Regions from separate parts of the Mus musculus genome. Here region 2 is linked to region 1. The links are chromatin contacts, called in public HiCAR-type maps. All regions are on one chromosome and are shown on one strand. The core of a region is the stretch at or near the end of the contact, and the rest is flanking DNA. Distances in the headings are between cores, read along the strand shown.

Region 1 (3,887 bases), core at 725-3,224:
AGCACTTATAAATATTCCCACAGAGGGACTGAAGCATTATGGCCCTTGAGTTACTTATAATTAGCCAATCAATGATTTTGAGCACTTCTGGCCCTTGGATAATGAACTCATTGCAAGTAAAGAAAGCTTGTTCTTACCGCTGGCTGTTTGAACTGCCAAGAATGTTTTCGGCCCCACTGATTTACCAAGCAACTTTTGATTACTGTCGGATGAGAGGACTGACTGAGGCTGCTGGGCTGAATCTCTCTAAGAGCTGGGGTTGGCAAACTTCTGGTAAGAGGTGGTCTCTGAAAGCTGGGGCGCCGTGCAGTGCATCATACAACGTACATCCCTGTCTGAGGTATTAGCAAGTGTTCTGGCTTTTCAAAAAAAAAAAAAATCTCCTGTACTTCTCTGCAGCATGTCCCCAACAGAGAACATTAGGTCATCAGGAAAGTCTGAAAGACTGTCCTGACACTAGGACATGATGCTAGTCTTCTCTTACATGATGCGATCGATCCACTGGTAAAGATCCCATGAAGCTTAGTGAAAGACTCCAGGTATTCAACTTATAACCTAGAACACAAAGTACAAAGTAGGTGCTCAACAAAATATTGTGCTCTTCGTAGTTTAAGGGTTAAGGTAGGTTCATGAAACAAAACCAGAGGCAGGATGGCTTCGAGTATCTCCAAAATTATGACCAGGGAAAACAGGTGTTACCGAGGCTTTTAGGTGAACAACCATAAAATAACAATACCCTTACAGTTTGTAAAACTCCGTAGGTTTCTCCAATAGCTCTGCAGTGGATATATATGAAATGAGCAGGTTTCTGTCTCTTTAGTTCAGGAGTAGCCAGGATCCCTCTATATTAAGAATCAGAACCTTGCCAATGTGTTGGAAGCATCATCTCACAACCTCCTCCCCCAACGTTAATCTTTTATTTTCAACTTGGTGACTTTCACTTAAGCCAGTGTCAACACTTCAGAAACCCTACCAGATTTATAGATTAAGACTCTCCAAGCCAATATAAGGCCCACAATTCTCTTGTGTTTCAGTTACCTAATGCCTTAAGTCATTCGACAAATGTTTACTAAGTGCCAGTTATATATGCCAAGCAAAGACACAAGGAGTAGAAAAACAGTCAGGAGTGAGACAGACCAGTCTTTATAATGGCAGGCACACAAGGGACTGTGAAAGGGCTTCTGTGGTGAAGTGGACGGTATTCTGGACATGTAACTGTGGGTCACATCCAGGGCTATACCTGAGGTCTGGGAAGATGTCCCCACGAAAGCACTATGGAGAGAGATAAAGGCACAATGACCTGAGTTATCAATGAGAAAACAAAACCATTGTTTAATTATTACAGTTTGTTTGCCAGACTCAAACCTTCCAAGTGTGTGTGTGTGTGTGTGTGTGTGTGTGTGTGTGTGGTGGTCTGCAAAGAAATGTGGAAGTTTGGAAAGCACTGCTCTAGTGGGGCACTGGAGGGTGTGGGCAGGGGGGCATTCAGTATTACTATCATACATGCACAGATCACAGAACACCCTTGAACTAGACAGGGTTCTGATTTGCCTTTCAGCCCTCTCCAGACAGAGACCGAAGCATTGTGCAAGTTTGAGGCTGGTTAGTGCTTCATAATAAAACTTTTTTTTTTTTTAAAGAAGGGGGACAGGCAGGGAAAAGACCCTCGAATCCTGTTTCTTGAAGTGCAACTTCCTGTTATCAGCCACAGCTCGGTGGGCTTTTAAGTACAGAGTATTAACTAGCTCTTGGTTGCTAAAGCAGCTTCATCTCCACTAACCTTTACACACTATGACTATGTCAGTTTTTCCAAGAAGGAGGAATGGATGGAAAGCCAGGCCACATCTTAATAAGGCCCTGGTGAGCTAATGGGTGTGATTATTTCATTGTCTCGGATTCATGCCAGCCTAGGCTCATCAGATACAGGCACAATCCAGGAGAAACATGACCTCACTCGTGACATGGGGCTGTGTGCACAGATGCCAGCAGGAATTTAGTGATCCCTCAGCGCAGGTAAAACTCAACTCTTTATGGTTGCAGCTAATGAGAAGCACACCAAAGTTACCTAAAACAGTAAAGCTAATATTGACATTAGCGTACTAGATATGTTGGGGTAAGGGAAGCCAGGAAAAACTGCTGAGACCATCTGTGCTAAGTGTGTCGCATCCATAATGAGGCACATATTTAAGATAAATTGCCATCTCTTTAAATGATTAAGTGCCAGATTTATGGAAAGCTGCAGCCCTACCAAGACCACAGGGTTGCTAAGTGGTCTAAGGCTATAAAGGTGAGACTCTCACAATTCTGGTTGTGTCACAAAACATTCACTGACTTGCAAAGCCTTTCTGTGTCTCAGTTTCCCAGACAACAGGAGAGCAATCCCATTCCTTAAACTGCACAGCTTTGAGTATAGTAGACTTTTGCAAATCAGGAATGCACATTTTTTTTTCAAGAATGAACTCTCTCAGACCCTTTCCATGGTACCATCTCAACAGACACTGGAACACACTAGGAAGTACGGTTCAAGGCTCCACACATTTTAATTGCACTTCAGAGCATGTGCACTCACTAGTCATTCAACGTTTCCTCCTGAGCATCTCGTATGCACCAGAGTCAGACCCTGCTGTAGGCACGAGAGATATGATAGTCTGAAAACAGACTGCTTGGAATCTGGGATTTAGCTTACTGGTATAGAACAAAACAAAATGGCCTGAGGGGGAAACAGACTTCTCTGCTCTAATGGAGCCCAGGGTTTGCTGAGGAGCGGCACCAAGGTTGAGATTTATTCCTTTGTGTGTCATGTGACATTGGACAACTTTGTTTCCTTATCTGTATAATGTTGTCCAATGTTGTATGGAATAATGAACTTCTGACACATATAAGTTAGCCAGTAAGAGTTGATTCTTTCCTTCCTCTCTGCAAGAGACACGCAAGGAAAACAGCAAACAAAAACAAAATGGTGTTCTCAGTTTCTTTTCTTCAAGTGAAAGATGCTTTACAAATGCAAATAACCAAGCCACAACCAACTTTTCCCCTACAATAGGCAGTGTGGTAAGAAGAGCTGTAGTTTGGGGACCACAGAGTCAAAAGCTTGACACTTATGTGAGGCTTTGAGTAGATTACTTAAACATCTCTGGGCCTTTGTGTCCTCATCTGTGAAATCACAGATGTGAGAATTAAATACAAATGTTGCTTTTATTTCCTCAGAGGAAGGGATGAGGAGAGCCATACCCAAGCTGTGTGAATACGTGGCTTGTGCTGAGCTCAGAGAGTTTCTATCTAACTATCCCTAGACCTAGAAGCATCTAGCCTTTGTACAACAAATCTCCTACAAGCCTGGATCTCGAAGGCTTCAGTTTCCAGCCTCTGTCTCTTAACCTAGGCCTAGACTGTTTTCAGCCTCCAAGACTTACTGCTAAATAAACTTACTCTTTCTAGCTCTTTCTGAACTCCTTTCTGGCTGGCTCAACTCAGCTGTTCTGGCTCAAACAACTCTACAAGCTGTTCTGGCTCAAACAACTCTACAAGCTGACTGACTCAAACTGACTTCTCTTGGTTTCTGACTGAATTGCTCTGCTTGGTAAAAATGCCTCTGAATTCCATGAACTGAACTGCACTGAACTGGACGGCACTAACTCAGCTGAACTCAACTGTATTCTCTCTCTGCACTGCTCTTAAGTAGTCTCTTTCCTATCTGTTCTCTTAAGAGTTAGGCGTATCCTATCTCTGGCTCATTCTGACAAATCTTTCTCTGAGTTGTCACTTTGTCTGTCCCTCAATTAGATGTCAAATTCTAGCCAGAGGGATGAAAGGTGTGTATTCCAGCCAGATCAACAGACGTAGAAGGTCTCTGGATGTGATCCTTTGCCAGAGCAGGATTGTTGCTG
Region 2 (3,887 bases), core at 531-3,030, 280 kb before region 1:
TTGGGCGATTACTCAACTGGGGTCCTTTGTGACAGGATACGCAGCTGCGTGACTAATGGAGCCGGCTTTCTCCTGGTTTCCTTCTCCTTTCAAAGCTCTTGTTTACTGCCCTATACCAAAAAGGGGGGGAAAAGCCATACGCTACAGATTTTTATATGTTAAGAAAAGCTTTGTGAAACATATAAGCTATAAATCCTATGGATAGTCCATTTCCAGCACGCCATCACCCACCCTCCACCCCAGCGTCTTTAAAGCTCTCAAGCTCTTGACTCAGGACATGGGAATTTTTTTTTCTCACTTGCGTCCCTACTTTCTTCTGAACATATGTCCAGCAGATCGTGTGTGTGTGTGTGTGTGTGCGTGTGTGTGTGTGCACATGAGTGTGCTTGCAATGGGGGGGGGGTTGGGGGGCGGGGAGCAGGATGGGAACCATATTTATGATGCTTAATTCAACAATTGCTAAAGGAAGGAGTAATGACTTCCAGGGGTTCAGGGCCTTTGTGTTTCCATAGCCTATGACAGTTTTGTGGTGTAAGCAAAAGTTATTAGAAAGCACAGGACTAGCTTAATGAAGAAAGGTATCTGTTGAATGGGGAGGGATTGCCTCTTGACAGGAAAGTCTGACTTGTTGGCTTTGGGACTCTGAAGTCTGGGCTTTCCCGGAAAAGTGTTGGAAGAGATTCTCTTTAGCTTGTTGTGTTTGACGACTGGAACTGGAAGTGTGGGTTTTGGAGAGACCACCAAATGGCTTTCTAGAGATCCATGGCTTTGTACTTCGCAAAAGTATCTGACCTCTGGGTAAGAAAAGTCACCTAGTTAGTTAGATTTCATGGAGACAGAGCCTTGGAGACCCAGCACAGGACCTGCGACTCTGTGATGGGTTTGAATTTTAGTTGCTATCTGGATGGAACTAGTCATTAATAACTCTTATGTTTCAGTTGCTTGGATGTTGGAAATTGGAATAGTGTCCTCTCTTTAATCTGCATTGGAGCAGCGTCCTCTCTTCAATTTGCTGGCGTGAGGAGGAAGACAGAAGAAGCACAAGGCAGGGCAGGATGTATAGACCTACTAACGTCTCCCAGCCAGAAGCCTGGCTCACACTTTTTCAATGGATGAGAGGGCCTGGCTACTTGAGGACCATGATGTCTAAGGATGAAGAGGAGTCAGAGAGGGGCCTGGTGTATGTTACTGCCCGTTGTCCGGATAGTCTCCAACCTTGCTCTCCCTAGTCATCATCCGCACAGCTCTCAGAATCATTACCAATCACAATCCTTTCCTACTTAGGAAACTCCCCTCCCTGTTCAACTCAGACAAAAGGCACTCTTAACCAACCACTTGCTTGCCCTATCTTCTTTGCATCTTTCCAGATACTCTTGGTTCTGGGAGGTGAACCCCAGACACAGTTTAGAGACTGTCTTCTCTGCCCTGCCTATTCTCTTTCCTCTACCTCTGCTAAACCTCCCTCAATGGCCCCCCCCTTTTTTTTTTGAACTAAGGTTTCATGCTTTCGCAGGTCTTGTCAGACTTGCCCCAGATGACGATGAATACCCATGAGGTTTTTGAAATCCCATCCCATCCCTTGACCCCTTCAGTAACTAAATAGTAGTAACCCTAAGAACTAACTGTTTGAACCTAATATTCTTGATAAAAACCAACTTGACCTGATTTGGGGAGAAACTAAAGTGAGGCTGGAGCTGGGAAACTAACGGGTGGAGGTTTACTGAGCATGTCCGTGACACAGACAGAAATAGAACCCTACGACCCGACTCCCCTCTGCCTGGGGTTTACAGTGACATCTTAGCTTGCCTATCCCAGAATAGCCTCTCCCAGGCTGACCAGCTGTGAAGTGATGTGTTGCAAAGGTTATTTTTTGCCTTGGCTTAACTCTTAAAAAAAAAAGAAAAGAAAACACCCCAAACTCCTAAACCCAGCCTAAGAAAATTCATTTCTCACAAAGCTATCCACTTGCCAAGTTTAAACGGGACCCATTACATCATGAGTGCTTTCAGGCCACATTCTCCACTTAAGACGGCACTCTGGTACCTGAACTGAGTTCAGAAATCACAGTTTTTCGAAAGAAACAGATCACTAAGTCACTCGACTGGACTGAAGCTGTTGACATTGCTTATTTGGAGATACCAAGCATTGACTGATGTCCTTTCAGTCATGTGGCCCTACACTAGCCTGCAGCTATGTAACAACGGGTATGGTCATCAAAGGCCTGGAACTCAAGGAGCTAATGGAGAGGGGCAGAGAGGGTGTCCAGGAGTTGGTTTGTGGAAATCGATTGCTGAGTTTTCCAGAATTTTACAAGTTTCGTTGCTAGAGGCAGCCATTATTAGTTAACACTCAAAACCCAAATTGTAGATGCTACAGCCTAATCACATGCTAATTTGTCTTACCACAGTTTGTTCTGTGCCTCTAGAGTTCCACAGCCATTGTTGTATATATGGGCTTGTTACTGTGAGCCAACCTCTGTGCCTCCGCATTCGGTGTCATGACACTAGCAATCTAACTCAGCTGTGATGAGGATATTTACACCAGAGAAATTGGCAAACTGCTATGGGCTTGATGTTTTCCCTTTTTCCAGCATCAGCATCCAGAGTTAAGAAAAGGAGAGACTCAAGGAAGCAAATGAACACTAATAAGGTAGATTTAAAGTAGAAGCACATTGCAGCTCTTGTGAGTAATGTAGAAGCACTTGGAAGCTCTAGCACTGACATTGTAAACAACCTAAAACACAGAGGCAACATTTTTCCAGTTTTCAAAAAATATTATCCTACTAGGTGGAGTCAAGTAAACTATGAAGAAATGAGGTTTTGAAATGCTCTTGTATGTAGCATAATGACCGATGCATTCTGAGAAATGTGTTGGGCAATTTCATTGTTGGATGACTTATGGAGTCAAATTGAGATGGCTACAGTGTCACTCTGACAGGATTCTGTTGTAGCTGTGGAGTGATTTTTGCCCAAACATTGCTATGTGGCATGTATCCATGTGTTTTTTGCTGTTTCATGTTCCTCTTACTCATTATTTTAGCAAATTGTCAAACAGCAATCATTCCTGATTCATGCAAATTAGTTGTTAAACCTTTATTAGCATACTTCTGGGAATTAATGTGCATGGATCTCTGCCTTGTGGTTCTAGATGGAAGAACAGTATAGAATAGCTATGTAAATGAATTATTTATTCTAGCTAGCCCTTATAAAAGACACAGACACCTGTTCTTTTCTTTACAAGCTGTAAGCCAGATTGGGCAGGTTCTATGCTATTCTCACCTATCATATGCCCCTTGTTACTTACTTTTGAGTGTCACCCAGGCTGCTTCTGCTCCATCAGCCTGTCCTCAGGGTGCGCTTCTGGCCATGTGATCATGATCTTTCTGCTTTCATGGCGACCTCCTCCTCTATGTCTTATTCTTACTTCTCTCCCCCTGTTCTCTCCTGAGTTCTATCACTTGATCTTTAAGTCTCTTCCTCTCTTTACTGCCCAATCACAGGCTCTAGCCTTTAATTAACCAATCAGTTTACACAACAAAGGCCGGTTTACATGAGAATACACTCATCTGAATGACAACCAGATCTTGGGGTCCAGAATTTAGCATTTGTATATATAACACCAGGCCAGCCCTCAGCATACCACAACTCAGCAATTAGGAACATGTTATAGGGGAACATGTACTAGCTACTGGGAGAAAAGCCACACAGATGATGTAACTCATAGCCAGCACTAGAGACTGCCATTAGAGTAGAATGTGGAAAATAAGACAGACATGTATAACTGAGCATATCATTGGCTAGAATTAGGGTTAGATGGCAGAAAAGCCAAAATCGCTGCTAAAACTCAGAGTGAGGATTAATGTTGTATTTATAGTCCCTTGGAGTTTG

What was found. HiCAR-type assays count read pairs that join an accessible place to other places.
Region 2: a HiCAR-type map of fibro-adipogenic progenitors shows a contact between it and region 1, with 4 times the contacts expected there. The contact joins two enhancer-like sites. A contact is called at or near these places in 4 of 115 datasets of contacts at active chromatin or transcription factors (bone marrow-derived macrophages, embryonic basal ganglia, embryonic stem cells and 1 more).

Annotation. Positions count from the first base shown.
Region 1 is chr12:79,728,353-79,732,239 of GRCm38.p6, reverse strand. The region is part of intron 8 of Rad51b (RAD51 paralog B); the gene reads right to left. Among named protein-coding and RNA genes, the nearest start is that of Gm36048, 69 kb to the left of the region's middle. Within about 2 kb of position 1,974, at least 15 of the 459 cell types and tissues checked have an H3K27ac peak or open chromatin away from gene starts, as enhancers often do. A contact at or near this core is called in fibro-adipogenic progenitors, where this site is marked.
Region 2 is chr12:80,010,099-80,013,985 of GRCm38.p6, reverse strand. No RefSeq gene overlaps it. Among named protein-coding and RNA genes, the nearest start is that of Gm36834, 7.5 kb to the left of the region's middle. Within about 2 kb of position 1,780, at least 49 of the 459 cell types and tissues checked have an H3K27ac peak or open chromatin away from gene starts, as enhancers often do. A contact at or near this core is called in fibro-adipogenic progenitors, where this site is marked.